6 separate regions of the Mus musculus genome follow, and regions 2, 3, 4, 5 and 6 are each linked to region 1. The links are chromatin contacts, called in public ChIA-PET and promoter capture Hi-C maps. All regions are on one chromosome and are shown on one strand. Each heading gives the region's core, a stretch centred on a gene start, on an enhancer-like site or on the middle of the called end of the contact. The rest is flanking DNA. Distances are from core to core; before and after follow the strand shown.

Region 1 (3,816 bases), core at 370-2,869:
GTGCATTTGTCCTTGTTTTTCCTTTTGTGGAGGGACTAATAGTGGAAACATTCTCTATTCTCAAAGAATGTTCGTGAAAGTCAGACCCAAGCCATTTAACTTCTTCCTGTTTCTCATTGTTCACTTATCCTGTTCAAAGTTCTGTTGAAAGTTTAATCCTAAATGGTCAATCAATAACCATTCTTTGTAGTTCTTTGTTATTAGCCTTATGTTTATTAGTGTTTTTATTAGTTTTAAGCTACTAGTGATAAATGACTACACATGAGTGTGTGTCTCTACCATATTTAGAACATACTAGCCACTGCTGATACCAAAATCACATCCCTCATTATCTTAGTTAGGGTTTCTATTGCTGTGAAGAGACATCATGACCACAACTCTTATTAAAGAAAGCATTTAATTGGGGCTGGCTTACAGTTTCAGCGGGTTAGTCCATTTTCATCATGGTGGAAGTATGGCAGCACGAAGGCAGACGTGGTGCTGGAGAGGCAGCTGAGAGGTGTACATCTCAGATCTACAGGGAGCAGGAAGAGTGAGCCACTGGGTTTGGGTTGAGCTTTTGAAAGCTCATTGACACACTTCCTCCAACAAGGCCCTATCTCCTAATCTTTCACAAGTAGTACCACTTCCCGATAACCACGCGTTCGAGTATATGAGCCTATTGGGGCCACTCTTACTCAAATCACCACACTCATCTTAAAGATAAATAATAGTTTATTCTGGAGTCACTTCGAGTGACTACAAATTTAGGTTACCCCAAATTCCAAGTTCCAATGTGGAAACAGTTTCATAGTTTTACAGAACAAAGAAAGTCATAAATCAAAGCAAACTAAAAATACATTGGCGGGTACACAGAGAAGCAGTAACACTGAGACGGGGAAAACTTTCCTACAGGCCCAAGAAGATAGTTGACGACATTCTTAGCTTTTGGGTTGGTGAAAGCTACTACTACTACTAGCACCACTACTAGTACTACTAGTAACAACACACACACACACACACACACACACACACACACACACACACACACACACACACACACAGTTGATGTGAGACACCCCAAAAACTGAGAGCAGTTTCTTCAAGCGACATTCCACATTGGGGTTCTCAAATTCCTGCAGGAGAGAGTACCAAAACGTGCTTTTCGTAAAAACTGATAGCAAATGTACACGGTCTGCGTGTAGACGTAATGAACTTTGTGTATGCATACACTTTTTCTTTTTGACAGTGTGCTGGACGTGGAAAGATCTGTTCCTTTCCGGCAGAGCTATAGAACTGGGTTTCACTTCAAGAAGCACAGGCACAACTGAGATGAGACGATGCAGGTTTGGGGGCCTGGTGAGGCACAACTGAGATGAGATGATGCAGGTTTGGGGGCCTGGTGATGCCTTCTCTCAAAGCGCTGGGAAATGAGGGGGCAGCAAGTTTGGAAAACAAAACACTGATGGGAGAGAGTCATCTAACCATTTAGACACACGGTGGGGCAGTGAAGGAAGGTTTCCATCTGTTGGTGACTCGCTATTTTAAGTCAGAGTGGGTGGTTAGGAAACGGCGGAACCTTTGTCCTCAGCTCTCTGTTTCCCGCGACTCTACTCTAGCAGCTACACTAATGGACCGCCTCCTTCCCTTTCCCCTGGGGGCCCTATCCGGGTGAGTTCCGGAGTTTGTGACTCCGAAGTCCCCCCCAAAACCACGAGCGACGTCCCCTGTCTGTCACCGAGGCCCGTATCTCCATCCCGCACCGCGGCCGCCGCAACCCACGCTAGCGGAGCAGGCGGGGCCCCGTATCCACCGGCGCGTGCCCGGGTGCGCGTCCGACCCGCCGAGCTCGCGCCCCGCTTCACCTCCCAGCTCCCGTCCCAGCCGCACGCGCCGCGCCGCCGGCTTCCCCTCATCTTCCAGCCGAGCGGCCTCCAGACCCCGCACCGTTGGAGCGACCCGGGCGAAGCCCGAGGGGAAACCGGGGGAGGACGGGGCGGTCCTGTGCGCCCGGGTAGGCGGAGTGGCAGAATCACCTGAGACCGCCAGACAGCTCACTGCGTTCCCACTCCCGCTCGAGCTCCGCACCCGGACCGGTGGATCAGGCCCGGGAACCCGCGCCACACCGGGGAGGACCGGCCACAGCGAGCTAGTGAACATGGCCACACCGTTCCTACCCTCGGGGGCCACCACAGGCGACAGCGGTGGGGAACTGAGCTCCGGGGACGACTCTGGTGATATGGAATCCTTCCAGACCCCCGAGGCCGAGGGGACCCGGAGTTTGGCCGAGCTGTTTGAGAAGGCTGCCGCACACGTCCAAGGCCTGGTTCAGGTAGCCAGCCGGGAGCAGCTCCTGTACCTGTATGCCAGGTTCAAGCAGGTAAAAGATGGGTGGATGAGAGGACGTGGGCTGTTTCCTCCAAAAACTTAGTAGCAGATTGCGTGGCTAATGGTCGAGCGTAATGAAGTTTGTATGTGTGTGTTTGTTGTTTTTGTTTTTTACCCTGGAGAATAGCATCATTCTGGACATGGAATAATCTCTCTGATATCCAACGAATATTTATGTAGCCGGGCACTGAATGACAATGTTTCAGTGGCCTTGCCTCTGAACCTTTACAAAATGAGGATGATAAAATAAAATTTGGCATTCGCTGTTGCCAGAAGGACATGTGATAGGAAACATGGTAATGTTAATAATAAGTTTGAAATTTAAGAGAACATTACTGTGTATAAGATGCTAACAATATTACTATTATGATTCTTAGGAACTCTAAATATAGTTGTTATGTTTTTGGCTGAATTTGGTCCTGCTAGATATAGTCCCTCCACATTTTTAAAATTAAGGGCTCCATGCAGGTAACATGGAGGTCTGGTGATGAACTAACTCTCCACTCAGCTTCCTGAATCACTTTCATTTCCAAATAGAAAACCCAGGGGAGTAGGCAGTTTAGAAAGTTACATGGATATATCAGAATTAAAGTGTAGTTTTTGTCTCTAAAACTGAATTTTACCCGATAAAGTAAGGACAGGTTTGAGTTATAAACATAAGACTAATTTATCTTTCAAGGTTAGGTACCAGAAGGAAAGACTATTGCCTTCCTTCAGTGGACAGATACAGTTCAGCAGAACACTGGGTGTTCTGTCTATAGAGAATGCAAAGATGAAAGAACATCATGACACTGCCTTTAAGAAGCTTACAGGATTAGTTAAGGAATCTAGATGCAAATGTGAAAAGAAAATCGATGATTAGGAAAATAGGAAAACCCCAGCTCTTTGGAACTTTGAAAGAAATGACGTTCTGGATAGTAGTCTCTTTTATTTTATTAGAATAAAAAAATGCTTATGGTATAGTTACATATATTTCTCCTGAACTCTTTTTTTTTTAAGGTAGTCATGAGAACCCTCCTGTATTTCTAATTATGTTTTTATTGAGTTTGTGTGTGTCAGTGTAGGTCAGAGGACAACTTGCAGGAGTTGGCTCTCTCCTTTAACCATGTGGGTCCTAGGGATTCAGCTAAGGTTGTCAGGCTTGGTAGCAAGCACGGTTGGCTACACACTGAACTGTCCTGTAGTCTTGAACTTGAGATTCTGGGTAGAGGACGTCTTCTTACAGGACTGATGGTTATTATGAGCACATGCTAGTAATGATGTGGACTGAGAGATATCCCTGTGCAAGGATTTTGTGTGATGCCAGGTATGCTGGCACATACCCTTCACCCCAGCGGCTTGGGGAAGCAAAGGCAGGTTATCTCCATGAGATCAAGACAGCAAGCTGCAGGCTAGATGGAGCAACATGGTAAGACTCTGTCTCGAAACAAACAAAAAGTTGTGTAATGG
Region 2 (3,816 bases), core at 579-3,078, 860 kb after region 1:
TCACACACGAACTAATAATAACGGTTTTTTTTAATTTAAATATGCATTTTAAAAGATCATCTGAACACAACTTCTGCTCACCAAACACTTAACAAAGTGAATTTTAAAAAAGGGATTGTGACCCCAAACATGATAGGTATGTATATACAAACCTTTGGGGCTTTAGGTTTCTTCACAGGCAGTAAGCTTTCAGGACAGGGACCGGCATTAGCTGCATAGTTCAGAGAGAGAAGAACTTCCTCGGGGATTCTGTAGTCATTCTGAAGGGGAGGAAGGGGTTTGAGGTGGTTCACCATGGATTTTTTCTCCTTTAGCTCAGGAAGCCCTAAGGAAGTATTAGGAAAGACAAACTTTTAATGGAGTGTTCCGGGGAGTTAAAGTTTCCCAGACTGCCTCAGCAGTATCCTGTGTTTCTAACAAGAAGGGTGCCTCTAGCAGAGGAGCCCAGCTACAAAGAATACTTAAAGCAGGAGTAGCTAGAAGGGTGGAGGGAAGAGTGGAAGGGGGATGTGAGAACATGCAGAGAGATACAAAGTAAAAGGCCTGGGTTACACAGAGTGAGTGTACAGCCAACCCAAGCCCCAACCCCTCCACTGCCCTGCAACATAAATAGTGAATAGGTAGCTAGCTCAGGATAGAGTGCTTGCTTAGTGTAAGTCCTTGAGTTGAATCCGTACCTCCTTGAGTTGATGATGGAACTGTAGCAAAATATAAATAAGAAACAACCCAAAAAGCTCTGTGACCTTAAGACTGGAGATAGCCTCAGTCTGATGAGCAAGAGTGAGACGGTGACTGCCTTGATTCTTATTCTGGTACAGGTTCTACATTTATCATTACGTCTTTTTACATTTTTCTTGAAACAGGGTCTCACTATGTAGCTCCCACTAGCCTGGAATTTACTATGTAGACCAGGCTGACCTCAAATTCACAGAGATCACCTGCCTCTGCCTTCCAAGACACAGCCCCAAGGATGGAAATCTTAAGGAATCTCAAAAAACATCTTGAATCTTATACAAATAGGCATATTGAACTAAGTTATGTTTTTCTTATCCACATAACTATGTTTTTAAAGCTCCCTTGAAGTCAGAGAAGAAGCAACCAAACTTCATATAGCTATTAGTATTTAAATGAAGATGAAACAGTATTCTGACTTGGTGAGTGTTCAGGCTGGCTAAGGAGAAAGGGAGAACGGATTGCAAATTCTTTCAGTAGCCCTAATGGTTCTGTCCACGGCATCCTTAAGTTTACCTTTTGCCTCCTTGACTACATAGAGTTTTGCCTGTTTGGACTCAGATGTTGATGGGGAGGTCAGCGAAGTGTCCGACACTTTGTGGAGAGACATAATAATCAATGCCTGGGATCACTCTCAGAACTATTAATCCTCCAAAAAATTAATTCAAAAACAAATCAAAATCGTGTTCAGACTTTCAAGCTGTCCATAATTCTGTAGGCAAAACAAAGCAAATGAACAGAGAGATCTCTTGAGTGTTTGTGTTCAGACTGAATTTCAGAATTCATCTGGCGTGGTTTCCTTTCTTTGGGGAGCCCTCTAAGATAACTTGACATGACAGAGATGGGGTATGGGTGGGTCAGAGTCAGGGCCCAGCCCGGGAAAGTCAGGCTCCGCCTCCCTACAGACTGCGGGCGGGTCAGCGCGACCCAGCTCCGCGGGCGCGAGTGGGGCGGGGCTCCCACGGTTCTTTCAGCAAAGTCCTAGGACTGCACTGTAGGAGTGCACGACACCGGCCGCTGTACCCACAAGTTGTGTTTGCCGCCTGGCGTCGGAAGGCCATCCCTTTTCCGGAACGCCCTGCGTCGTCATAGCAACGCAGCACATTTCTGCCCCCCCCCCCACGCTCCCCGCTCCCCCCCCGTCCTAGCAACTTGCGGGCCGAGCCGCCTCCGGCAGAGCCGTCAAAAGAAAAGAGATGAAAAGGAGTCTCTACACTCTCTAGAAGTTTCCGTGTGTTTTTAGTCATGGGTAGTAGCAATAAGGAAGAATATTGAATCGGGTTGTTGTCTCGGAATGGGATAGGCTCTCGAAACCGCGCTTCCGGGTGCAGACTGCGCAAGCGCAGACCTGCGCCGGTAGAGACTCCCCGGGCCCTGCCCTTGCAGAGAGGGTGATGTAGCAATGAGACCTTCTGCTCTTGAATCTGTTCAGGGCTAGCATAATCTATGAGTTCTGAATCCGCCAGGGAAACTTAGTGACAACCTTGTCTCAAAAAGAGAGGAGGAGGAGTAAACTAGCAAACAGCCTAGTTCTGTTGTTCAAGTCACTTCTATGCACTCAGTTCGTGTTCGTAAGTGCGGTTCATCTTAGTGTCAGGTAGCTTTCTATGCCAACAGTAGCTGAAGGAGAAGACAAATACCTGAGCAGGACTTTCTCACCTAGGCTAATGGAGGTTACAAAGAAAGAAATGGGCCCCAATTTGCATTTGCAGTAGCATCGGCTCTCTAGCATTCTCTCTAAAGAATCTACTGATTGTAGGAGCAAGCACATCATGATCAGTAGTTGGCAACAATCTTCCCATTGACGCGCCTATGGAAACGAGCACAGAGTAACTCTGCTCACCCTGCATGACCTAACTGTTGCCACCCATTCCTGCAGTGCAAGGGAGATGGGAGAAATCTCTTCAGAGATTGTGTCCATTTATTGAATCAAATGGCTATTCATTGTCGTGCAGGGGCAAAGGACAGCATGGTGGGGGGGTGGGGGGGGGTGTCGGTTTATGAAGGTTTAGGGTCCACTTGGACTCAAGTTAACCAAGACTGTGCATCTGGCTTGTGACGTTGATAAAACAGTTTGTAGATTGAACAAGAGAAAGCTCTTGTGGGTGTGCCACACTCACGGTTGGCATGACTGCTCACTTTGATTTTATACTTTTAATTCTTTTAGGTTATGTATATGTGCTTATTGTGTGTGAGGGAAGATGCCCCAGAGAAGAGGGAATCAGACCCCCTGGAGTTACAGGTGGTTGTGAGCCACCTGACATGGGTTCTAGGAACCAAATTCAGGTTATCTGCAAGAGCAGTCTGCCCTCTTAGCTACTAAACCATCTCTCCAGCCCCCAAATGTTGGTTTTAAATAATGCTGTTAGAATTGCAGGCTTGAGTTTCATTTTTAATGACAACAAAATCATTAAATGGTGGAATGTGGTGGATGGAACACACTTTGTAACCCCGGCACTGGAGAGATGGAGGCAGGAGGATCAGGAGTTCAAGCCTATCTTTGGCTACATAATGAATTTTAGACCAGCCTGGGCTACATGAGAAAGGAAAAAAAAATCTTAAATTTTAATTGAGATCAGCATATTTGTGCAAAGCTGTGTTCTCAGCATCGGTGTTTATATCAATTTAAAAACAAAACTTTGTACTGGAGAGATGGTTCAGCAGTTAAGAGCACTGATTGCTTTTCCAGAGGTCCTGAGTTCAGTTCCCAGCAACCACATGGTGGCTCACAACCATCTGTAATAGAATTTGATGCCCTCTTCTGGTGTGTCTGAAGACAGTGACAGTGCACTTATTTATATAATAAAATAAATAAATCTTAAAAACAAACAAACAAACTTTGAAGATGCTCTACATCCTGCACTATTAACATTCAGTCAGGATCTAGAAACCCAATGTAAAAATAAAATCGGCTAAGCATGGTAGTACATTCCTTAAGTCCCAGCCCTCGGGAGGTAGGGGTGGATCTTTGCGAGTTCCAGGCCACACATAAAACAAAACAAAACAACAACAACAACAACAAAAAACAAACAAACACTCCAGAGAAAAGGAGCCATGAGCGGAAAAGCTTAGGCATTCTGCTAC
Region 3 (3,816 bases), core at 551-3,050, 760 kb before region 1:
GCCCTTTGAACAAAGTACTTGCATGCTTTGTGCCCCAACTGTAAAAGCAGAAATAACAGTTCTTATGACTTTCTGTGCCCCACCCCCAAAGGTTCTCACATTGAGGGCTTGGTCCCAAGTGTAGCAGTGTTCAGAGGCACGGCTTTAGGTGGACACTGGATCTTGACAGCTCTGATCTCACAATGAATCAGTCCATTCCTAGATTCCTAGTGTAATTGTTTTGTGGAGAGGGGCCTATGTCACAAACATGAGCTTTTTCTCTTTGCTTCTTGACCACCAGGGAGTGATTGACTCTGCCATGAGCCTCCACCAGGATGTGTAGGCCCACAGCAGGCCTAGAAGCAACTAGACCTAGAGACCACAGACTAAAACCTCTGAAACCTAAGGTAAATTAAAAACCTGAGCTTCATCCTGTAAGGTGATGTCTCTCAGGGGTTTTATCACAATGGCACAAGATGACAGAATAGCAAGGACAGGTTTGTCCAACTGACACAAGAGTAAATAAACTCACATTCAGAAGAAGAGTGCCAGGTACCTAGTAACAACCACGAGCGTCCCTTTATTTACTTATTTACTTATTTATTTTGTTATCAGCAACCTTATTATTTCACTGATGAAAAAGTTGTAATTGTGATACATTTAATATTAAATTTACAACAGCGGAGGTTATGCATATACACATACACACACAAACACGTACATATGTATACACATACACAAGTACATACACATACATACACAGAGACACACAAACACACACATACACATATAAACACACATATATACACACAAACATACACATGCACACATAAAAACACACATATACACACAAACACATATACCTGTCCTTGAACAGAAATAAAATGTGTCTTGGAGCCAGGAGCTCATGGCAGAGCAGATAAAGGTGAGCAGATACATTTTTAAAAGGAGAGCCAAGGGGGACTGGCAAGAGCCAGGTGTTGGTGTGAAAAAGGAAGTGGCTTCAACATCTCTGGCCATAGTACCCAACAGGTCATAGGTACCATAGTCCCTAACTGGTCATAGGTACCACAGTCCCCAACAGGTCATAGGTGCCACAATACCCAACAGGTCATAGGTACCACAGTCCCTAACTGGTCTTAGGTACCACAGTACCCAACAGGTCACAGGTACCACAATATCCAACAGGTCATAGGTATAACAGTCCCTAACTGGTCATAGGTACCATAGTCCCCAACAGGTCATAGGTGCCATAGTCCCTAACAGGTCATAGGTACCACAGTACCCAACAGGTCATAGGTGCCACAATACCCAACAGGTCATAGGTACCACAGTCCCTAACTGGTCTTAGGTACCACAGTACCCAACAGGTCATAGGTGCCATAGTCCCTAACAGGTCATAGGTACCACAGTACCCAACAGGTCATAGGTGCCACAATACCCAACAGGTCATAGGTACCACAGTCCCCAACAGGTCACAGGTGCCTGTATCAGAGTACCCAACAGATCATAGGTACCATTTACTGAGAAAAGGAAAGCAGCAGGAAAGGTTGACCTGAGAGAAAAACACTTTTTTTGTGTGTTAGAAGTGTTAAGCTAAAGATGCCTAAGGACACACAATTGAAGGCGCTAAGAGGTGAGTAGGGTGTGTCTAAAATTAAGGGAAAATGCCATGGAGATACAAAGGTGTGAGTTACCAACATGTGATGGCATCTCGCTGGCTGGAGTTGAGTGAGAGCGCTAGGAAATAAACAGTGCTGGGAAGAGAACAGACGCTAGAGAGCTACTGCTCAGGGAAAGGGGAAGGGAACCAGGAAGAGAGGTGGTGGGCAGCAGCGAGGAAGTGGAGAATCATTGTGGTTTCACAACAACCATCGGGGGTGGGGCAGGAAGAGGCAGCAGTAAAATATTACGGCCACCACGCCTGCTGCTAGACATCCCTCAAAATGGGCACAGAAGACCATCTATCAAATTGTCAATGGGGGAACCAAGGTAACCCAGGAACAGGATGAAGGTCACGTTGAAATGACTTCAAAAGGAACTAGTGAGAACACGCATGGGAAACAGGAAGTAGACAAGAGGACTCGACTTCCTCTACCCAGGCATGAGACTCCCCCAAGAATCTTGAGGAACAGTCAGGCCCCAGTAACAGAAGGAAAAAGCTGGTTCTGGGGCAGATGCAGAGGTGAGCTGTAGAAGGGAGTCACACATGCCCCTCTGGTGACTGCTGTTTTCCCAGTGAAGAAGGAAGGCAGCTCCAGGCATGAGCTCGGGTGGGCTGAAGGAGATGGTGGGGTTTGAGAACGAAATGTTACCCCCAAGAGTGCGATAATGAATATGGAAGTACAATGTAATAAGACGTTTGCCGGGAGTGGTGGCATATACCTTTAATCCCAGCACTCAGGAGGCAGAGGCAGGCGGATTTCTGAGTTCGAGGCCAGCCTGGTCTACAAAGTGAGCTCCAGGACAGCCAAGGCTATACAGAGAAACACTGTCTCGAAAAGAAAAAAAAAAGACTTCTGAGCAAATTGAAAGAGTGACTTGAGGCGGTAGTTGTGTTTCTGACCACAGTCAGTATGGCTGGTAGGGGTTTTCATAGAAATGTTCAGATATGTGAGCGCATGTGGACATGCCAAGTAGGATAAAGGCGGAGTTGGAGATCTGGGAGACCAGCCTGTTGAAGCAACAAAGGAGCAACACAGTGGAGGCCGAATCCTAGGGAGGGATCGTGGTGATGGTGACGCTTCAGTGAACACGGACCAACCCTAACCAGCTAGACTAGACACCAACGTGGGAAGCATCAAGCATCCTCTACCTTGGCTAACCCCTGATTCATGAGGGTAGCAAAAAAGTTTTGATGCAGATGCAGTGAGACTGTGGTAGTTCAAATATGCTTGGCCTCATGGGAAATGGCTCTGTCAGGAGGTGTGGCCTTGTTGGAGTGGGTGTGGCCTTGTTGGAGGAAGTGAGCCACTGTATAGGTGGGCTTTCAAGGAGCCTAGTGCTCAAGCTCCACCCAATGTGGAAAAGAGCTTCCTCCTGGCTGACTTCAGTTCAAGATGAAAAACTCTTGGCTCCTCGAGCACCAAGTCAGCCTGTATGCTGCCATGTTTCCCACCATAACAATAATGGACTGAATCTCTGAGACTGTAAGCCAGCCCCAATTATATGTTTGCCTTTATAAGAGTTGCCTCGGTCATGGCCCTGGTGTCTCTTCACGGCAATGAAACCCTAACTAGGACAGAAATGGAAGAGTCTAAGGAACTGAGCCCTAAAAGGGGGTCACTAGAAAGAGAGGAGAGGAGATGGCAATCAGATGCCAAGAGGCTTGAAACTGAAATGGAGGAGCTGTGAAGTTATGACAAAGATGGAAACTATGAAAGTGAGATACAATGGGGCAAAGAACCAAAGGACCAAGAGCCCAGCACACACAGCAAGACACATCTGAGGACACAAGTGTCACTCGGAACTGCTAGCATGTGAAGAAGAAGGTACTGAAGATACCAGTGAAGAAGCTAAAGTATCCCTGGAACAAAAGGACTAACTGGGTCCCAGTAGGTGACTGCAATCAGGAAGAGCAGATAGGGCATAATGACGTGTGGGTGGTGTATACCTGTAATTCTCATACTCAAGGGGCAGAGGCAGGAGGATGGAGAACTCAAGGCCAGCCTGGGCTACCTAACAAGGTCCTGGGTAAAAAGAACTAGAGGGAAGAGAGGGGATGGAGTGGGAAAGGAGGCAGGAAAAAGAGGAAAGGGAAGGGAAAGTTAGAAGATATTTTTGATGTTGCAATATAAGGTCTAAACCAGTGGTTCTCAACTGTGGGTTGTGACCCCT
Region 4 (3,816 bases), core at 568-3,067, 750 kb after region 1:
TGCTTGTCCTCTGATACACTCTTTTTTAGTGTCAACAGAGAACCTGCTCTGGTCTGCTCTACAGAAATGACATCCGAAGCTGCATTCAGCACTTCAAACATAGAGAGGAATCCATACTGCATATACTGAAATGATCGTCCAAAACGCCTGGCAAATGCCTTTTCAAAGTCAGAAAGGAGAACGGGAGACAATGCCAAAAGGTCTTTCAACTCACTCTTCACTACAGCTGGAAGAATTGGGGGCACCCTTCCTCGGTAAGGCACCCGGCCAGAGCATATGCTGGGTCTTCCCTTTGGCATGGAGTTTCGGACCTTATGGCTCCTTCTCTGCTTTGCAACCAAACTTGCTATTCCTTTGGTGGATTCGTCTGGAATGGCTAAGAAGATATGGGGACAGTGGAGAAATCACTTTCAAGTAAAACACATACTCCATTTACCCTTTGTATCTACAATTACACCGGCAATTTTTAACTCTCCACAGAGCTGTGTATGTAGGTAGAGTAAGACAAAGCTGTTGGGTCCATCATTTCTGACATTCTGACCAATAAAAGCTTCCCAACTCCTCTACCAGCTGGAAGATGTTTTACTGCTAATCAGGGTCTGGAAGTGTCACTAATTTGTGCCTAGTGAAATTTAAAATGAGTGTTAGGAACTTAGGAATGGGGATTTGGGAAGCTGTTTTGGCTTTCCTTTGCTCTCACTTCCCCCAACAACCTCAAAGGTACCCATGACTATCACCCCAGTTAAAATCCTCCGCCCTGGGATACGGGATATTGTACTTAGTGGTACATCTTAACTGTAAAGGCTCATGTAGACCTTCCAAAGTCTTAAACCTACCTTTCAGTATTACGGTACCATCCCCACCGGGGCAGACACTAACCACATCGGGCATATCCAACACCAGTTCCATAGTGGACCGATATCCAAGGATTCGGAGCGGGAGATGGTTGCCAACCATCAAAAGGTACTCCTTTTCCAACTGTTGTGGAGTCAAACCATCCTTAGTGGAAATAAGAAGGGACCTTATCTCTTTCCTCAGACAGTCCTGTATACGCTCTTGTTCAGACATCGTGCTACAGGATTGAAGGGGGGGAAAATGCTCTTGAAAGTGGTTAAACCAGGACAGAACAAAACCCATAAGCAACCAAGCAAACAAACAAACCAGCCCTGGCTGTCCTGGAACTCACTCTGTAGACCAGGCTGGCCTCGAACTCAGAAATCCGCTGCCTCTGCCTCCAGAGTGCTGGGATTAAAGGCGTGCGCCACCACGCAAAAACCTTTTAACGACCAGCCATGTTATATAAAAACTCAGATGTGAGTTTTACAGGCGATAAGGCTTAAAGCAATACCCTAAGTGTTCCAAGGCTCCTGCAGCACAAGCTCTCTGGCCACACTCACTACAAACTCCAAAGCTCAGCTTGTAGGGATGAGCCCTCCCAATCCTCGCAGCTGGCTGGCATTAAGTCCCAACTGGGCCCGGCTAATAAGGAAGCTTAAAGGGTGATCTCAAGTTCCTTAGAGGGTGTCATTCCCCGCTGCTGCTCAGTATCAGATGGAATCTCTCAGCCGGTCTTTGGGAACCAAGGGTCGCGGTGCATGAGTGACCAGGAGAAGCGTGAGCGGATCGCAGACCGCCTGGTCGCCTCCATGGACTCGGGAAGGGTGGGGGTCCCGGGGTCCCTCCCTCCTTCAGCTGGTCCTCCCGTCTGCCCCGTGCTCTTCCCGTGATCTGAGTCATGCTGAGGACCGCGGTAGCGTATCCCTCTGCGGCCCGCCACTACCTGGCTGCGGCTCGCCCGCCTCGCTCCCTCGCACCCGCGCTGCCGTTGCGCGCCGCAGGTCCGGGACGCTCCGGGAGGGCCGCGGAGAAGCTGAGCCGGCGAGGGTCTCGCGCGCCTGCGCACTGCGGGCCGTCCGGTCCGGTGCGCCACGTTCCACGCGAGCGGGCGCGGCCGGTGTGACGGTTAGCGGAGACCTAGCGTGTGGGTGCGGGTGAGGCCGAGGACCGGCTCCCCCTCTGGGACGGCGCTACAACCCGCCGCATCTACCTCCTCCCGAAGCCGCGGGAAGACGCAGGTGCCGCTGGACCACCCTCCACCTGAGCCCTGCGGCGCCGCCCGGCCCCGCCCCGCCCCGCCCCCAGGCACCTGCGGGGGGCGGGGACCGCGGCGGAGGCACATGCGGATCCTGCGGATCCAGGACTAGTGCCCCCCACCCCGCCCCGCCCCGCCGGAAGCTCGCCTCGCCCCCGTAGGTCTGCGCTTATTTGGGGGAAAAAATTAAGAGCGAGTCTGATTCTTGAGAATTACTGCTGACCTTAAAGCGACTTTGACTCCTAGAAGAGAGGAATGGATGGATGGACGGACTTTTGGAATGAAGAACATCCCAGGAGCAATGGAAAGAAGAGAAGTGGGAGACTATGGAGGATAATTTCATTTGGATATGTTTGCTGGATTTGTAGAGTAAACTAGATTGACAGGAGTCCTCAAAAACTAGCAAGTAGAAATGCAGGATATGAATACCTTTCCCTTAACTGTATGCACTCTTAAATGGACAACCTAAAAGATACTCAAAGGATTCAACTTAAGAGGCCGGAAACTAGGTGGGGTGATGCACACCTGTTGAGCCTAGCTCTCTGGAGGTGGAGAGAGGAAAGCCCCAGCTGGAGACTGGCCGGTTGCATAAAGGGGGCGGGATCCCTAAGCCATTCTTGCCTAAAACCCGTAAGTGAATATTCCAAGAGAACAAAATGTACCATCAATGAATGAGGACTATTAAAGAATCCCTAAAAAACTAAAACTAGAAAGGATTTATATCTTCGGTTTATAGTAGAGCAGTTGTAGCTGATAAGTAGATTAACAGAACATCCTAAAATGAAAAATGGACCCAAATACTGCAGCATTTCAATGACAAGTTTTAGAAGGAACACGTCTTCATATTTTTAAGGGCCCATTGAGTCCTCGGAACTAACTAAAACAAAAATCCCTTCTTACACAAAGCCTAGGAGAAAAGGAATGGAGATTTTAGGTATGAACAGCTATCTCTAAAACAGTGTTAATTAGATTGCCATTGGAGTAAAACCTACCCAGATGAATCTTTTTCCATTGGCAAGCCAACATTAAGAGAGTGGAGTTAAAATGTTTTCAGGAAATAGCACACTGGATGACTCCCTTAAAAAGGATATCACCTCAGATTCTCATACCAATGATCTGCGGTAACAAATGTAACACACCTAGCACCAAGAAGTCTGTATAGGTTAACTATATTTTATTCCTACTGAGAAAGTTAACTTTTTCCTTTTTTGGAGCAAGTCTTATTACGTTGCTCAGGCTGTCGTCAAACTTGGAATTCTCCTGCCTCTACTATGGACAGATTACGGTGTGGGTCAAAATGCCTGGCTTTGATGCAGGCTGTAATAGAACAATCGATGAATAATATTCTAGTTTTATTTCTGTTGTTGCGATAAAAGATAAAGCACCCTGACAAAAAACAACCAGGGTAAAGGGGGCTTATTTTAGCTCACAATTCCATGTTACAATCAATCACTGGGGAAGTCAAGGAAGAAACCTTATGCAGCCTGTAACATCTGCAGCCCGGAGCAGAGAGAAAATACATGCATGCTTAGTGACCAACTCATTTTCTTCTCTCTTGCTTGACCCAGGGCTCAAACCCAGGGGGTGGTGACGTTCACATTCAGAATGGGTCATCCCAGTTTAACTCACCAAATTAGTAAAGTATCCCACAGGCCAACCTGATGTAGCCAATCCTTGAGATTCTCTTCCTACACAATTCTAGGTTGTATGGAGTTGACAAACCA
Region 5 (3,816 bases), core at 602-3,101, 550 kb before region 1:
GAAAAGTGGTCAGCAAGTCCAGAGCTAAGCTCCCAGGCAGGAGGCAGGAGGTGTGAGAAGGTTCAGGAGCTGATGCCAACATGCATCAAATGTCTCACTGGGGCATATGTAGCTTACCCATGTGGCTTACCTGGAAACCCCTGGAGACAGTGAGGTATGTGTGGCCCACAGATACTTGAGACCGTGTCTGTCTTGGTTGTACTCATCTCCTGCCCTGTTTCAGGTGTCTGGAACAGTATGTGGCACATTTGTGAAAGAAAGGGAAGGTGGAAAGAAAGAAGGAGAAAGAAAGGAAGAGAGGAAGGAAGGAAGGAAGGAAGGAAGGAAGGAAGGAAGGAAGGAAGGAAGGAAGGAAGGAAGGAAGGAAGGAAGGAAGGAGAAAGAATAGAGACAGAGAAAAGGAGGGAGACCTGAGTAGACTTACATTAGAGAATATGCTCAAATGCAGAAGGTGTCAAGGGAGCAATCAGACCCCTGTTAGCAAGTCATAGCAGTAGCCCAGGTAAGAACTGGCAAAAAGAATCAGAGGTAACAGAAGAGGAGTGGGCACAGTCAATCAGCAAGAAGGGTGGTCTCAGCAAGACAAGCTAAGCACTGGAATGGACACAGTGTCCGGAGATGGAAAGGTGATAGATGCCTCACACAGACCCTTCCCAAAGGGCTGCTTGGAAGGAGAAAGCCTTGGGACTTGGAGCTGCATGATACTCCAGACCCACTCCCAGAGAAGGAGAATGAAGCCACATCCTCTGTGAGCAGATGGGGGGGGGGTGAGAGGGCTAGGGTGGTGGAAGGAGGTAAGGGCTTAGCCCCTGCAGTGATCAGACAACCTGAGGCAGCTCTCTCCCCTGCTCACTGGGAGGCCAGCCCCACACTTCAGACGTACACACCCCTCCCTACCCCCCTGCAGACAGAAGCAGCTAGAAGGAAGCCAGGAGACAAGGAAGCCACCACTGGTGGGCAGCAGCATGCAGTGCCAAGCTGGGGGTTGCTGGCAGCAGCTGAGGTGTCAGGGGACACAGGAGATTGGGGGGAGGGCACGGCTTATGCTATTGGAAGCACACAGGGAGGCAGCCTCAGAGCTAGGGTTGGCAGGACCATGGTGGATTTGATGTTCTGTCGGGAGAAAGCCAGAGAGACTCCTTTTCCCATGTGTAGGCATCACTTTTACATTTGGTGTGGCAACCTTGGCATGTCCTCTATTCTGCTCTAAAGACTTAGAACAAGTTGGGGAGGAGCCAAGGAGATCTTGATGCCCGTGTCTCAGCCCCTACCCCACCAGCCTCTAGTGATACAAACTTAAGTTCATAAGCCTGGGCAGCAGCACTTGGGTAGCCCAAGGAACACAACCACACCACTCCTTCTGAAAACCAGCCCAGGATACGACAGTCCACGACCACAGCATTTTGAAAAGATGAAATATGCCTCATCTCTGGAAGGATCCATGCAAGAATCAACAAGTTAACCCTCCATGGTTCAGAGAAAGCTCAGGAGGAGAGATGTATGGCTCACCCAGAGTCACAGAAGGAGCCCAAGAGCCCAGATGTAAACCCAAGGGAAGGGTCTCTGCACAGCTGTTATCATGCATAAGCAATCCCCACCACGTGATCTGCTCACATAGCTCTCAGTTTGATGTTGACATGTTTATTGAGCATATACTATGTGCCAGGCCCTGTGCCAGACACTAGAAATACAAAGATGGCCGTGGGATGTGTAGTCTCTGCTTTCACAGACTTTGTAGTTCACTGGGAAAGCTGACATGAAACCAGATCTTTAGAACAAGCAGAGCCATTTTAAGGGGTAGGTGAGATCAAGTTACTTCCTCTTACTTTCCGGGTACTTTCCGAGTAATGCCTTAGCCCATTTTGTAGGAAAGGAAATCGAGGTTGCGAGAATTAACCACTCATCTCCGTGGTCACATTAGCTAGAGAGACTCACGCTGTCTCCTCTGTATATCTCTGCTCACTGGTAGCTTGGAATTCACCAATACGTGGGTAACTAACGCCTAAAAACACCAGAACTCGGGTTCTGTTTAGCCTGGGTGCAAAGCCAAGTCAGAAACCAAGGGCCTCCCCAGAAAACCCTGCAGAACTTTGTATGGAATGAAGGCTCCTCTCTCTAAGGCTGCTCTCTTACATGAACACCATCTCTACTCCAGCTCTGGGCTGTAAGCCCCGGTAGCCATGGCCCCGGTAGCTTCCAGAACACACAGATTTGCTGAGGACTAGGTTAGCCACTTGGTCTGAAACAGCATTGTACACGCGGGACACAGCACCACCCAGTGGCAACATGAGGAACCGGCCGCAGAGGCCGGAGGCACCAGGCGCACCCTGGCGGCCTGTAGGAAAAGAAAACTCCAGGAACGAGTAAGCTTGGAAACCCCTGTACAGAGCCGTGTACAGGCTCTTTTTCTCTCTATGGGTTGGACACGCCTAACTCCAAAGTACCCTTCCCTAGAAGAATATCTTGCCTGGGTGTGTGGCTCCTTCTCCTATGATGTAGCCCTGGCTCTCTTACACCCATGGGGAAAAGCACCCAAGATTCATTGTGTATGGTGCAGTCAGTCTTGGGGTTCCATTCTGCAGTCGGGGAGGGGGGCTGCAGGAGGCGGGGTAGAGGAGAGAAAACTGAAAATCTGCTCAGCTTCCTTCCCAGCAGGGATGTAAGCCTCAAAGGGCTGGAGAACAAAACAATCATTATTCAAATTTTCTGCTTCATAATAACCTTAGCAACCATGTGGTTACAATTTTATGAATCTTAAATGTCCCCCGAAGGCATGAGTTGAAAACTTCATTGCCAGTGAGGGACAGGACCAGGAGGTGGTAAAAGTCCTTAGGAGGTGGGACCCAGCGGAAGGGAGTGAGGTCATGGGGGTTATACCTTGCAAGGCATGACAACAGTCATATCCAGTCATAATCTCCACCCCTCTCTTTCTCCCTCTCTCCTTCCCTCCCCCTTTCTCCAGATGCCATGAATTAAATAGTTTTGCTCAACCATACAACCATACTCCCCAACACACACACACACACACACACACACACACACACACCATGTTCTGCCTCCCTACAGGCCCAAAATGATGGCATCTAGTGACAGTAGACTTACACCTCAGAGACCATGAGCTTAAATAACCCCTTCCTTCTTATAAGTAGCTTGCTTCACATACGCAAAAAGAAGTGGAAAGCAGGGTAGCAAGCCCGTGGGGTCCAAGCGAGTACCAGTGCATTTAGAGAGCATCATCCCCAGGCCCTGACTATGACACATTCCTCACACAACATCGTTCATTTGTTATTGCCCACCCACCCACTGAGATCCAAATACTCAAAGTTCCAAAGAGAAAATTTTAATTTTCTTAATTTTAATATATAAAATGTACAAGAGAGCCATTTTTTTTCTGAGACAGGGTCTCTGTGTAGCCCTGACTGTCCTGGAATTCCCTCTGTAGACCAGGCTAGCCTTGAACTCAGAGGTCTGCCTGTCCCTGCATGCACCACCACATTCAGCAGGAGCCAGTTCTTTAGAACGGACATTACAGTTCCCAATGCACTGGGAAGGAGAAGCCTAAAGGCCTGACCCACTTCAGTGGGATCACAGAACTGCGTGTGATGCCCCTGGTGGCCCAGCATGTATACAGCTTGTGAACACCTCTATCCATCCAGAGAGCTGCGTTCCTTGTAAAATCTACCTGTGTGTTCCATTCTGCTCTTCAGGGTAGCCCCAGATACTAGCCATGGATCATGAGAGCAAAACTAGCCCACTTCCAAGTCCAGGGCCTGAAGCCTCAAGACAGAATAAAAATTGCCTTAAGGGAGTAGGGAT
Region 6 (3,816 bases), core at 460-2,959, 530 kb before region 1:
TCTGCAGTTTCAAGAGCAAACCCCTAAGGCCCTGTTATAATAGGTTTGATGGTCTTCTAAATGAGTTCTAATTACAGGACTTCCAGGCACCGTAGTATTTACTGTAAGTTGATGATCCAAAGGCCCCTCCAAACACTTAGCAGCAATAGATAAAATCGAAAAAGTTTAAAGTTTAGAATCCAAAGCTGAGATGGTTCCGTTAGTAAAGTCTAAATGAGTACTTGTTAGGAACTGAGTCCAGTTAGGAAGTCTGCCTTGCAAGCAGGGCATCTGGGTTTGGATCTCCACCACTCACCTAAAAAAACGATGGGCACGGCCTTAGGGGTCTAATCTCAGCGCTGGGCTCGGGAGGAGAGAGGCAGCGCCCTAAAGCTCACTGCTAGTTGTCCCAGCTGAATCAGTGAGCTCTAGGTTCAGTGAAAGAGCCTGTCTCAAAAGAAGGTAGAAAGCCATGTAGCAAGACACGTGACATCATCTGTTCTACCCACAAATACATACACACATACACACTATACACACTCTCACACATACACATACTTATGCACACACATATACACACTCACACACATATACACATTCACAAACACACACATACACATGCATACACACTGGCGCATACATTTACACATACACACACACACACACTGTGGGAAGGATAATATGCCAAGTAGTGATAGATGTTATGAAAAAAATATAGGGCTGGAGACATGGGTCAGCGATTAAGAGCACTGACTGACTTCCAGAGGTCCTCAGTTCAATTCTCAGCAACCACATGGCAGCTTACAACCATTTGTAATGAGATCTGATGCCCTCTTCTGGTGTGTCTGAAAACAGCAATAGTATACTCACATACATAAAATAAATAAGTCTTTTTTAAAAAAAGAAAAAATATTCAGGATCCTTAGAGATATAAAGGAATAGCTAATAATTATTGATTTTTTAAAAAGATGTAAGTTATGAAACCGTGCACAGCCTAAATAAAACAAAAAGTTATTTAAAAGGAAAAGTACAAAGGAAAGGTCATTACAAGTGTGAACTGCTTCTGTGTATTTCCTCCCTGCCAGACAGCTGTGGGCACCTGGACTGGACCCTCGTTCCTGTTCCCTGAATGAAACGAAATGAGAATGTGTGCATTAAAATACATAAATCGAGTAGCATTATGTAAACCCCAGCGAATTGTGGGGAACAAAGAACACTAATGAGTGGCAGTGATGAAGAAATCACCCAGAGCAAAGAAAAGCAGTTCAATATCAAAGCACAGACTTGCTAAGCCAGGGAGGCGCCGCCCACGGAGGCGGAGCCAGAAGTACTGAGGATGCATCTGTATGACTTGATCATCCATCTGAGGTGACAGGCAGTGTGGTGGGCGTGCACAACTGCAAGACCTGCAGGCAGGTCTCCAGAGATCAGCCAAGAAGAGCAGCCACCCACTCCTCCCACTTCCTCCCTCTCAGGTAGCCTGTGCGGCCAATGAGACTCGTGTACACACACACACACACACACACACACACACACACACACACACACACACACACACACACACTACAAGTATAGAGGAAAGACATCCGTACTCTCTCCCTGATTCCATGGACCCCTTTGGAAGATTATTAACTCTAAGTGAGGTCATGAGGAGACTGGAGTCTGGAAGGATTAACCTTCCGAAGAGAAACCAGAGTTTCCTCTGTCTTTTGAAGATACGAGCAGAAAGCTGCTGTCTGCAAGCCAGGAAATGAGCAAGCCCTCATTAGAACCAGACCGTGCTGGTACCCTGAACACAACCTCCAACCTGGGGAGAGAAAATCTGGAGTAGGTGGCTAAAGTCACTCAGCTTTCCCGTATGCTAGCTTAACAGTCCGAGCTACACACTCGAACCATAGCCTGAATCTGTTCTAGAGATAAGAACAGGTGTGTGTGTGGAATTGTCCCAACCCTAGAGAACAGGGACAAGGGTCCAGTCCAGGTGTCCACAGCTGTCTGACAAGGAGGAAGTAGACAATTTTGTAACTAAGAAGCTGTTCACATCGGTAATGACCTTTCCCCCTGCTAAGCCCTTCCCTGAAGCCTGGACTGGCCTTGCCACATTTTCAGGACATCAGGAACACCTGCTCCATTGTTAATAGCACCATTTACGGGAACATGGACTTGGACTTGAGATTGCCAAGCTTGGCTGTACCCTGCAATCTTCCAGGGTGCTTTCAAATACGCTCTCCCCCTCAGACTCTGTTCAATTGGTCTTGGTTGTTGCCTGGGCACGAGGGTTATTTATAACTCCCTAGGTGGTGCTCCTTTTAATCACAGTTGGGAAATACTGGCCTAGAAGTTGGTAAGACAAAGAAAACCTTTTTCACTGCCCAATGGGCTTGGGATCTTGGACAGGGACTCAAAGGCCCAATAGACAACCAGGGACATACCTTGGTGAACCTCAGAAGCCGCTACTGGGACAGCTGTGGGACTACTTCCTCTTTCCCTGGAGGAAAAACATAGCTCTCTCTACAATCAGGAAACAGGAAGCACGGGGTGCCTGTCAGCAGAACCAGCAATCCCCCTGCATGGAAACTTGGGCTTCCCCTGCCACTGACAACTGGAAAGACCAGCAGCTGGTCTTCCCGGCTCACCTGCATGTGGGAATGACCTAGAGAAAGCCTGCTCTTAGACCCTACTCCCTCGGACTTAGAAAGCCCTCCCCCCACGGCTGGTCCCTCCTGCCCCTCCTTCTCAGCCCCCTAACGCCTAACTCTTCCTGCCCACCCACACCTAGCCGCATCTTTACTGGATGCCCCCACGTTTCGGCCAGAGTTCCTGCAGTTCCCCACAAGCCACCTTTGCCCCTCGGCCTTCCTGATCCCCGGCAGGCAGTTCGGTGTCCCAGCTACGGAGGCTTGCTCCGCTCCGGCTGCTATGAATGCTAACACCTGAGTCTGCGCCCCCTCGCCACAGGAAGATAGAATTGTCTCCCTGTGCCGCCATGTGTTGGCTGAATCATCTTCCTGTGTTCGTGACTCCCAGTGGCTCGTTATGTAAAGCCCAGCCTCCTCAGCAGAAGCTTCGGGGCTCCTGTAGCCTTATCTCACCCCTTCTCCCAATTGCTGTGGCCCCAGAGCTGGGCTTTCTGCCCCTCAGGAGGTATGAACTCACAAGCTTGCTCCCCTATAGCAATTAGCTTCATACTTAAGAAGTGACCCCAACCTATTTCTTACCGTTGCCTCTGTGTCCCTTCCTGTGCTTCTTTTCACGTCCTCCAGTAGCACCGCCACCCACACATCTAAGCCCTCAGAGCTCCTGGAGAGTGTGGGGAAGCGGCCTTGTGTCTTTGCTCTTCCCTCTCCATTCCATCCTGGGATCCTAATAAGAAGCAGAAACCCCAGAGCGACTTTATTGGTTGTCACTGTGCAGGTACATAGCAGGTGCCAACCCTGCTTCCTGGGCAACCCAAGTGCCTAAGGCTCTGGGTGATGGAGTAGGCAGACAGCTGTGACCCCAGGGGTAAATGACAATTACCAGGGATGCAGAGACAGCAGGAAGAAACCTGACTTGTGCTGGACACCAGCCTCAGTTGCAGCTTCCAACACACTTGCTCTCCCATCATGGGTCGAGAGCCCTGTCTTTGGTTGAGCTGGCCCAACGGCCAGCATGGGCTGACACTGCAGGCCCCTGCCACATTGCCTTGCCTTCTTTTCTGTGGCAGTGAGAAGACAGCCTGGAAAAACCAACTTGGGAGAGTTTATTTGAGCTCACAGTTCAAGGTGCAGTCCGACAAGGCAGGGACGTGAGGGCAGCTAGAGCTTGAAGCAGCTGGGCACATTAAAATCAGGATGG

The links. Promoter capture Hi-C pulls out the DNA fragments that hold promoters and counts their contacts. ChIA-PET counts read pairs in DNA pulled down with a chosen protein or histone mark.
Region 2: a promoter capture Hi-C map of pre-B cells shows a contact between it and region 1, with 2.3 times the contacts expected there. The contact joins the promoter of Axdnd1 here to the promoter of Acbd6 in region 1. A contact is called at or near these places in 2 of 39 promoter capture datasets (hematopoietic stem and progenitor cells and pre-B cells).
Region 3: a contact with region 1 is called in an RNA polymerase II ChIA-PET map of memory CD8 T cells, with 6 read pairs. The contact joins the enhancer-like site here to the promoter of Acbd6 in region 1. A contact is called at or near these places in 9 of 39 promoter capture datasets (the C10 cell line, embryonic stem cells, frontonasal cranial neural crest and 5 more), 1 of 15 datasets of contacts at CTCF or cohesin (large pre-B cells), 4 of 484 Hi-C or Micro-C datasets (B cells, Th1 cells, cerebral cortex and 1 more), 5 of 115 datasets of contacts at active chromatin or transcription factors (embryonic forebrain, large pre-B cells, memory CD8 T cells and 2 more) and 2 of 9 other capture datasets (adipose tissue and liver).
Region 4: a promoter capture Hi-C map of the SN4741 cell line shows a contact between it and region 1, with 2.9 times the contacts expected there. The contact joins the promoter of Tdrd5 here to the promoter of Acbd6 in region 1. A contact is called at or near these places in 2 of 39 promoter capture datasets (the SN4741 cell line and hippocampal neurons) and 1 of 115 datasets of contacts at active chromatin or transcription factors (fetal liver).
Region 5: a promoter capture Hi-C map of hippocampal neurons shows a contact between it and region 1, with 4 times the contacts expected there. The contact joins the enhancer-like site here to the promoter of Acbd6 in region 1. A contact is called at or near these places in 6 of 39 promoter capture datasets (the 3T3-L1 cell line, the C10 cell line, frontonasal cranial neural crest and 2 more), 1 of 484 Hi-C or Micro-C datasets (Th2 cells), 7 of 115 datasets of contacts at active chromatin or transcription factors (astrocytes, bone marrow-derived macrophages, embryonic basal ganglia and 4 more) and 2 of 9 other capture datasets (liver and pancreatic islet).
Region 6: a contact with region 1 is called in a promoter capture Hi-C map of hippocampal neurons, with 6 times the contacts expected there. The contact joins the enhancer-like site here to the promoter of Acbd6 in region 1. A contact is called at or near these places in 21 of 39 promoter capture datasets (the 3T3-L1 cell line, 3T3-L1-derived adipocytes, the C10 cell line and 13 more), 18 of 484 Hi-C or Micro-C datasets (CD4 T cells, the G1E-ER4 cell line, Kupffer cells and 9 more), 17 of 115 datasets of contacts at active chromatin or transcription factors (the SCID.adh cell line, acute myeloid leukemia, bone marrow-derived macrophages and 12 more) and 5 of 9 other capture datasets (adipose tissue, embryonic tail, embryonic trunk and 2 more).

What each region holds. Positions count from the first base shown.
Region 1 is chr1:155,556,501-155,560,316 of GRCm38.p6, forward strand. Acbd6 (acyl-Coenzyme A binding domain containing 6) reads left to right here and starts at 1,620. Exons shown (of 8, transcript NM_028250.3): 1 at 1,620-2,359. The coding sequence starts at 2,138.
Region 2 is chr1:156,419,087-156,422,902 of GRCm38.p6, forward strand. Axdnd1 (axonemal dynein light chain domain containing 1) reads right to left here and starts at 1,829. Exons shown (of 26, transcript NM_001346967.1): 1 at 1,760-1,829; 2 at 1,249-1,444; 3 at 153-325. The coding sequence starts at 1,342.
Region 3 is chr1:154,792,766-154,796,581 of GRCm38.p6, forward strand. It overlaps a transcript of Cacna1e not described here. Among named protein-coding and RNA genes, the nearest start is that of Gm51649, 7.7 kb to the left of the region's middle. Within about 2 kb of position 1,801, at least 46 of the 459 cell types and tissues checked have an H3K27ac peak or open chromatin away from gene starts, as enhancers often do. A contact at or near this core is called in B cells, memory CD8 T cells, neutrophils and 1 more, where this site is marked.
Region 4 is chr1:156,301,531-156,305,346 of GRCm38.p6, forward strand. It overlaps Tdrd5 (tudor domain containing 5), which reads right to left and starts at 1,818. Exons shown (of 18, transcript NM_001134741.1): 1 at 1,781-1,818; 2 at 837-1,072; 3 at 1-376. The coding sequence starts at 1,068.
Region 5 is chr1:155,004,445-155,008,260 of GRCm38.p6, forward strand. No RefSeq gene overlaps it. Among named protein-coding and RNA genes, the nearest start is that of Gm51650, 7.5 kb to the left of the region's middle. Within about 2 kb of position 1,852, at least 40 of the 459 cell types and tissues checked have an H3K27ac peak or open chromatin away from gene starts, as enhancers often do. A contact at or near this core is called in hippocampal neurons, where this site is marked.
Region 6 is chr1:155,026,407-155,030,222 of GRCm38.p6, forward strand. It overlaps Gm41980 (a long non-coding RNA gene), which reads right to left. Exons shown (of 6, transcript XR_001779499.2): 3 at 3,198-3,342; 4 at 2,412-2,467; 5 at 296-426. Among named protein-coding and RNA genes, the nearest start is that of Gm41977, 7.2 kb to the left of the region's middle. Within about 2 kb of position 1,710, at least 140 of the 459 cell types and tissues checked have an H3K27ac peak or open chromatin away from gene starts, as enhancers often do. A contact at or near this core is called in the G1E-ER4 cell line, the HPC-7 cell line, the SCID.adh cell line and 11 more, where this site is marked.